Regions from separate parts of the Rattus norvegicus genome. Here all the other regions are linked to region 3. A link is a contact called in public Hi-C data. All regions are on one chromosome and are shown on one strand. The core of a region is the stretch at or near the end of the contact, and the rest is flanking DNA. Distances in the headings are between cores, read along the strand shown. Region 1 holds the start of Gsk3b (glycogen synthase kinase 3 beta). Region 2 overlaps Gsk3b (glycogen synthase kinase 3 beta). Region 3 has its middle 24 kb from the start of Ndufb4.

Region 1 (2,729 bases), core at 139-2,638, 390 kb after region 3:
AACACGCCCGGTGGAGTTGTCCAGCCAATGAGGAAACGGGCGCGGTGCCCAGCCGAGTAGTTCCTCCCGCGACTCGGGAGTTTCGCTGTCCTTAACTCTTCAGGCTTCCCCCTGCGGGCCTAGAGCTCCGATTGGCCACTGTCGCTATTGTCGAATCTTTTCTCCAGCCAGCCACAGAACAAGGCGAACCCTCTTTCCCTCTTTTCGGCTACCTTCGGCATTCCTCGTTGCCGGGGCGTGGTCTCCCAGCGGCGTCTCCTCATTGGTTATTTAGGCCGCTCGGCTTTTTCCGGCCGGAGCTGCAAGCAAACGACGTCTTTGATTGGTTCCAGCTTAGGTTTCGGCTCCACAGCCGAAGCTGGCGGGCGCGGGCTCGGCGAGCGATTCCCAGACGCCTGTTACGCGGGCGGCGGGGCGCTGGGCGGTGTAAGGCTGGGTGGGGGAGGAAGGAGGCGGAGGACGAGTAGGAAGGGGGAGGGGGGAGTGGGGAAGGGCTAGGCGACTGCGCAGACGGCGCGCCTCGCACAGAGCAGCCCCCGACCCGGCCGAATGCGGGCTTGTGTCGCCGCCGTCGCCGCCGCCTGGGCCGAGTGACAAAGGAAGGAAGGCAGCGAGGAGGAGCCGTCCCTGCAGCCGCTGACAGGGCTTCGGGCTCGGGGCACAGCGCGGACACTTCCCGAGCAGCCGCTCAGCAGAGGCGAGGGGCGGAGGCCGGCCGTGCCGGGGCCGCGGACGGGGGAGGGGACCCCGAGGGACGGAAGCGGTTGCCTGGTTCCCATGTCCCCGGCGTATGGGGAGCAGTCAGGGAGCCGCTGCCTGGGGTCTGAAGGGAGCTGCCTCCGCCGCCGCTGCCGCCATGGCCGCTGGATCCAGCCACCGCCTGCAGCTGCTCCTGGCGCAATGAGGAGAGGAGCCGCCGCCGCCACCGCCCGCCACTGACTCGCGACTGCGCTGCCCTCCGATTCACCCGGCCGCCGCCGCCGTCAGACCGCCGGATCCCTCTGCTGCCGGAGCCGCAGCGTTTGCCGTCGCATCTCCGAGCCATCTCCTCCCTCCTTCCCATCCCCCTTCTCTTCAAGCGTGAGGCTCGTGATCCTTCCGCCGCTTCCCTTCTTCATTGACTCGGAAAAAAATCCCCGAGGAAAATATAATACTCAGAGTACTTATTTTCAATCAAGTATTTGCCCTCGTTCACGTGATATATATATATTTTTTAAGGATTCCACTCCACCCTTTTTCTCCTCTCCCAGGAAAGGGAGGTGAAAGAATTATATTTTCCCCCCAGCTCTAAATCATCTATGTGTTAAATATCCGTACCGATCTGTCTTGAAGAAATACATAGCTCCTTTTTTTTTTCTTCTTAAATAGCTATACAAAAGGAGTGAAAGGCCAAGAGAACGAAGTCTTTTTTTTTTTTTTCTTGCGGGAGAACTTAATGCTGCATTTATTATTAACCTAGTACCCTAACATAAAACAAAAGGAAGAAAAGGATTAAGGAAGGAAAAGGTGAATCGAGAAGAGCCATCATGTCGGGGCGACCGAGAACCACCTCCTTTGCGGAGAGCTGCAAGCCAGTGCAGCAGCCTTCAGCTTTTGGTAGCATGAAAGTTAGCAGTGAGTATCGATTTTATTTTACACCCTTTCTCCACCTCACCATTAAGATAAGAAACCTCGAAATACCAGGATCTAAACTAACAGACCTGATAGAACAGTCAGTCAGCCAGTGGTAGTGGAAAAGGGCAAAACCTGTCTTGACTCAAGATGAGGCAGCTCCTTTTTCTCCTCCCATACCCATACCCCCCTCCCCCAGCCTCATTAACCTTGAATTGAGAGAATATTAGTTTTATTTGGCTGATTGGATTCGAAACTTATTTTCTTACGTTCTCCGTGCTGTTGGTAGTCAGTCTTTTCAAGTGCCCCAGTGCCTCCGGGTTAAGCGGTGGAAGCTTTCGCTTGCCCATCCCTTTGAATAAAGAGGACAACGCTTGATTAATAAACCATGATGTACATTTGCCGAGTCCGTGTCTTCTGGAATGAGGGGGTTTATTTTAGTTAGCTCAGGTTATCACGGGTCTGCATTCTAAATAGAGATACTAAATGCCCCAGCCTCCTAATATTTCCTTTTTGCCTGTGTGACTACACAAAGTATTTTTGAATCTGGGGAGGAACTTGCTTGGTAACCCACATTCCCGTTGGAGGCGAGCTAGTATCCATCCCTCACTCTTCTCCGGGCTGGTGGGAGCTGAGAAATATCCCGCAGCAGATGCATCTCTGAGTGCATTGTTTTTAATTTTTAAGTGGTTTAATGTGTTATCTCTTAACCTTCCTGTTTTGACATTACCAATCTGCCACCATATAATTTGTGTAATCAAAAGGTAACTTGGAGATTCAACTTTTGATTGAGGTTGTATTGCCATATTGCCAAATACTAAGTTAAGTGTTGTCACTGACTGTCATTTAAGTTTAATTTTGAAGTGGTGTTGCATTTATTACTTGTTAATTTTTTTTTTAAAGAGTACAAGTGGATACCTTTTTAGGCTGATTTAAAATGTATCTATGAGTATCTGTCAGTCTTTTGCTGGGGAATCTGTGCTGAAAAAAAAAAAAAGTCTGTGTTCTTGAAGTGTTTGGTATACCGAGTATCCAGTGTTCAAATGTATCTATTTGTGGAGATGTTTATGTGGTATTTCATGACAGCTTATTAGAACATAGTTGCAGATTCTGGCCAA
Region 2 (2,700 bases), core at 43-2,542, 500 kb after region 3:
TCGATAACTTAGTGAGCAAGGTTTACACAACAAAAGCTGGTATATGTGAGAATCTGCTCATCTTGGAGCTACCAGATCTTGGGGTTCAGAGTTTAGCATTTTGAATACAAACAGCACCAAGCCATTCTCCTATACCCAATACCCACCACTTTGTGGGGGGCTCTTCCTAGATGGTTTTCTTTCCAAGTCTTCTTTGTGATTTAATAACCTAAGCATTTTTCACAACCTCTGAAATTAGAAACTGAATCACTTAATTTCCTAATAACCTTATAATTAGACTCTCTGAAATCACCCCCTAAAACTGGTGTTCCCCTGGAAAGCATCAGATTCTGTCGCCACTTTATCTCTAGCTAGCTTTTACCTCTGAAAAGATACTCATTTAGGCCTCCAGTTTTCATGCCTAAAACTGTATGAAGCAACATGGAGCCCAGCCTGACTACAGTCTGTGCCCATGGTGAGCATAAGCTTTGCTAATGAGTGCTTCTGTGCAGCGACAGCTGAGCCAGGTGAGTGACAGGAAGCATGGCTTACACGCCTATGCTGTTCACTCTCACCCTTTCTAGGACAAACATACACTAACCTGTGGATGAGAAGATCTCTCAGCTAGTTATCCAGAGTCTGCTGATCTCTATAACCCTTCATGATAAAGTGTAGAAAGACAAGCGTTGCTGGCCTAGAACTTGCTATGTGGACCAAGGATGACCTTGAACTCCTGTTGCTTCTGCTTCCTGAGTGCTGGAATTAAAGGCAATTGCCATCACACCCAGCCTAGAAATACACATTAATATAAAATTTGCTCCCTAATGTTTCATCATAACTGGCTTATTAAAATCACCATGACCAACAGCAAAAACATCCTAGAAATAGCTTTGTTTTAAGATGTAACAACTAATCACGGGAGTGGGAAAATGACTCTAGTTCACTATTTCATCTGGAACACTTTGTGATGTTCAGATCTTTTCGTCCCATTGAGGATCCTCACATTCAGGGTTGCAGGGCTGTGAGTAAAGTGTGCTGAGGAATTTCATTATATGCTTTATTGGTTTTTAAAATGATACAGTTTTTAATGACAGCCTGCAAGTTTATAACTAAAGCTTCGTAAATGTCGCAAGTGCATGCTCTAAAAGTTAAAATCAAACAAAAACCCCATCAGTTGACTTCCAACCAACACTCATGGCTAAGGAGCCTCATTCATGACCGTGTAGGCTTTGTTCCACTGTTACAAAGTAGCATGAGTCAGTGTCCTTCAGGAGACTCTGCAGATGTAAAAGCTGAGTGTGTGACAACTCAGTCTATGGCTTCCAAAGAAGCAGAGCATGTGCTACTTGTTTTTCCATGGCTGACTTAGTTTATTACAGTGTCCTTTATAATGTCCTTTTCACGATGCTAGTGACAGAAGTCCGTTTGTCTTATGGCAGAATAATACTCCATTGTGTGTGCATGACATCTTTCCCTATATCCGGCCATTCCAAGGTCTCATATATTGTAAAGCTATAAGCCTGCGAGTGCAGTTGTCTCTTCAGTATTTTGAGAATCATTAGAGTTCCTAACACAGTGCACATATGTTGAAAACATGTGTTTTATAATCGTGTATCTCAGTCTTTGACTTGAGTATCTTTTGAAGAAAAATCTAATTAAAAAGTCAATGACATTATGAAAGTTTTAATGATGTCTAGAGAATTAAAACCAACAAAAAACTAAGGAATTTGGCTTCGTCATGATGCTGTGTGCTTTTAATCCCAGCACTCAGGAGTCAGGTACAGGCAGATAATCAGTGAGTTCCAGGCCAGCAAGGCCTACATAGTAAGACTGGTTTTTTGTTTCTTTTTGCTTTTTAAATCCACTTGTTCTGAATGTTTGTAGAACTACACCTGATTGTTGGTTGCAAGCACAAATTAAATATTTAATATTATATTACTCTCCTGTGAAACTCTCACTAACTTGTAAATAGTGTAATATTTTATTTCAACAGATTTGTTTCAGCTGGTAGTAATGATACATTAAGCCCAGTACTCAGAGCATTGGGAAGATCTCTGAATTTCAGACTAGCCAGGGCTATCTATGGACATACTGTCTCAGTAAACAGACAAGCCCATTTCATACTGGGCTCTACGGTAATGAAAGTAACGTGTAAAATCATGTGTGTTTCTGTATGTGTGTGCGTGTCTGTGTCTGTGCATAGTGCTTCTCCTTAGACCTGTCTTCTGCGGCTCTGGAGGCAATGAAGTGCTCAGTTTACTTTGCCTGGTATTGTTTGTTTTAATAAAATGCTATATGAGTTCTCCTGTTCTTTATGTCTTCTCTAGGTCTTCAGGTAGTTTCTTTTATGTAGCGATACTCTAAATGTTCAGTGATTGCGTGAAATGATGAACCTGCCACCAACACCCGACCACAGCATTGTTAGGCCTCGCCAACTTGAGTGTCACTTTTCACATGTAGAGCAGCTAAGATCAGTGTTGGGATACAGTGCTGGGAAGGAAGCTGGGGGGTTGCTCAGATTTTCTAAAATTATTTATTTTATGTGCATGGATGTTTTACAGAACTGTGTGAGCATATGGGAGCGCTTGGTGCCGTCAAAGTCTAGTTGATATTATAGGATCTTCTGGGACAAGGGTTACAGATGATTGTGTTCTTAACTAGTATGTTAGTTAGTCCCTGGAATCTTTCCTAGTAATATTTTTATGACTCAGATTTTTAACA
Region 3 (2,700 bases), core at 135-2,634:
GTTGTTTGCCTCTGGTTTAACAAAAGAAAAGGAATCTGGGGTGTTTGCCCAGAGCCTTTAAAAATAACCTCATGCTACCGACCTAAACAATGTTTTAGGGACATTTTATTTTTGCCCCGAGAGAGGCATAGCTCTTTTATGAAAGAAAAGTTGCTTGTTTTGTTTTGGGACTGGTTCTCACTTTGCAGACCAGGCTGGCCTCTGCCACTGTGCCTCTCCCCAGTAAGTTGCTGATTTTTGAAGGAGAGGTTTGGGTTCTGACCTCTGAAGAGAAGAGGGGGGTGGTCATAGGAAGGTCCTTTATGGGGAACAAGCATCCTAGTCGAACATCTGAAAATCTGCCCCTCCTTCACGTGATGCTCATATCCACTGCCTATTGCCCAGTGGTCTCCCTTGCTGACCCAGGACCACTCCCCGCGGGTGTGGCCGCCCCAGTCTATAGCTGCAGACTCCTATCTTGTTCCTGTTGCTCCAGTGCTGTGGGTCCTTCTTTGTCTCTCCCTCAACCGCTGCTCCCGGCCTCTGGACTTGCATTTCCCATACAGAAGTCTCGCCTTTGTGTCCTTTAGGAAGAGCAGGGCTTCTGCCTTGTTTAATAGCAACCTTAAGGAGAGGAGAAGAGGGAGAGAGGCAGGAAGGGAGGGGGAGACAAAGAGGGGGAGGGGAGAGGAAGAGGGGGAGAGGGAGGGGAGGAAGAAAAGGAAGGAAGGAGGAGAGACAGAGAGAGAGAGAGAGAGAGAGAGAGAGAGAGAGAGAGATATTTTTCTATCTCTCAGAGAACATTCTGCTCCTTGCAGGTTTTTTTTTTCCTCTCTCGCAGATCTGAAGACGGAGGGAAGAGGGAAGGCAAGGAGAGCCGGGCGTGCCTTGGCTACTGTGGAGTTGGGTTCACCTTAGGACTTATTTTGGATGGCCTCCAACCTAGACTGGGCAGGCCCACCCCCTAAGCATAGAGGTCTTGTTTAGTACCAGCGTCATATTTGAGGCAAGCAGATGAAAGTCCAGAAAAAGTCCCCCTTTCAGGCATATTTGCAGCACTTACTTGCGCGACACGTATTCAAGAAAAATGTTTGTTCACCCTCCTGCATGCCCTCCCATCAGCATGGGCCCTTCATAGATGCCTCCTCTGGGCCTTAGGACCTTGGCAATCAGACAAGCTCTGGCATTAGGCAGCAGGATTTGGAAAAGCCAAGACCTTGGGAAAGGAAAAAAAAAAGTCTTAAGTAGCCAAAGCTGGGTTACGTAATCCTATTTCTCTTGGGATCCGGATGGTGAGGTTCTTCAGAGTAGCCAGTAGGGGGAGCTCAGGGCGTTTATCAGAACTCCAGCGATCCAATGGTCAGGAGCCAAGTCGAGGCACAAATAAAACAATGAGCCTTTGTGATTTCTCTTTCAGCTCTTAATTCCGAGAGGCTTCAACCAGGACGGCCTGATCCCCACCCTGCGAGCTTCTCCCAGGGCGCCTTAATAGGCTTTCCGGAGTCTGTAGAATCAAACTCCCCGCCCGCCCCCTCCTCCTAAGTCTCAAGTTGGTTTCCCAGGCTCTCTTAGCCTCCCTGCCTTGCTTTTGTCTTCCTCCCTTTCCTGTCTCTTCAGTTTCTTTGTTTCTCTGCACTATCCTCGAGTCACTAGTACAAACTATGAAAAATGTGTGGGGGATGAGCCCACCCCCAGACAGAACTCTGAAATACACCAAAGCCTGGCACTTTGAATACAATCTAAAACATGTTGGTAAGCAAAGATGGCGAAGTCCGCCACCACGTGGCTGTGCGGTCACATCTTTCACGTTATTGTCTTTACATTAAGCGGCCCTTTGCCAACACAAAGCAGCTGTTGGGTGACTTGACTACCTCACTAGCTACGGAGACTGGGTCTTTCAGAGAAGGCACTGCCAGCTTACAACGGTTAACTCCAGTTACTGGCTTTCTGATTTTTGAACACTGGTCTCTCGAACAGTTCTAGAGCATGATGGAATTTTTAGAGTCAGGGACTGTTGTAGTCCAGATAAAAAAAAATGGAAATCTGCCCTGTGCCTCAATCTCCCTTGACCTGTGAGGTTTGGGTTCCCTGGGTGGGTGTGGGCCAGAAGGACTTCCTTTTTCCTTTTGGTTTTGTTTTGAGATAAGGCCTCACATAGCCCAGGTTGGCCTCCTTGAACTCACTAAGTATCTATGGATATCCTCGTGTCCCTGATTTTTGCCTTCTCCTAAGGGATAGGATTAAAAGTATGCACCACACTTCGGTCAAGTACCTATCTTTATTCACAGAAAATTTCTCTTAGGAAAACACTCATTGTATTTCTCTCCAAACTTAAAATTACTGGTGTGAGTGTGTGTGTGTATCTTTGAGGAAAATAGAGATTACATTCTCCCTGGGCTTTTGGGCCCTAGGGAATCTAGAAAACATGGCTAAGAATGTTTGTTAAATGCCAGAAGGTTAGATGACAGTCGACTGGCATAGCTTACCCATGACCAGAAGCTGTTTGGTCTGAAGATTTAAGAGGCACTGTGAAGGGAGGTTCTCTCAAACCTGATGCTGTGGTGGTATGAGCATTGCGGCCTCCTAATTTATGGCCATATGAATTCCATGGCCCCGCCTCCCATTCCAATAATAGTCACGTGAGTCCCTGAGAGGAAGAAACTAATGAGATTGGATAGGGCGCAATACCCTTCAAGTTAGGCATGCTAGCTCCCTCCAGGA

What was found. A called contact is a pair of places that touch in the nucleus more often than the background predicts.
Region 1: a Hi-C map of frontal cortex shows a contact between it and region 3, with 1.8 times the contacts expected there. The contact joins the promoter of Gsk3b here to the enhancer-like site in region 3. A contact is called at or near these places in 2 of 12 Hi-C or Micro-C datasets (Schwann cells and frontal cortex) and 1 of 1 datasets of contacts at active chromatin or transcription factors (oligodendrocytes).
Region 2: a Hi-C map of Schwann cells shows a contact between it and region 3, with 8 times the contacts expected there. The contact joins two enhancer-like sites. A contact is called at or near these places in 5 of 12 Hi-C or Micro-C datasets (the A7r5 cell line, Schwann cells, frontal cortex and 2 more).

Annotation. Positions count from the first base shown.
Region 1 is chr11:76,151,908-76,154,636 of GRCr8, reverse strand. Gsk3b (glycogen synthase kinase 3 beta) reads left to right here and starts at 1,388. Exons shown (of 11, transcript NM_032080.1): 1 at 1,388-1,614. The coding sequence starts at 1,527.
Region 2 is chr11:76,040,928-76,043,627 of GRCr8, reverse strand. All of the region lies in intron 7 of Gsk3b (glycogen synthase kinase 3 beta), which reads left to right. Among named protein-coding and RNA genes, the nearest start is that of Nr1i2, 77 kb to the right of the region's middle. Within about 2 kb of position 1,292, at least 2 of the 93 cell types and tissues checked have an H3K27ac peak or open chromatin away from gene starts, as enhancers often do. A contact at or near this core is called in Schwann cells, where this site is marked.
Region 3 is chr11:76,543,460-76,546,159 of GRCr8, reverse strand. No RefSeq gene overlaps it. Among named protein-coding and RNA genes, the nearest start is that of Ndufb4, 24 kb to the left of the region's middle. Within about 2 kb of position 1,384, at least 59 of the 93 cell types and tissues checked have an H3K27ac peak or open chromatin away from gene starts, as enhancers often do. A contact at or near this core is called in Schwann cells, where this site is marked.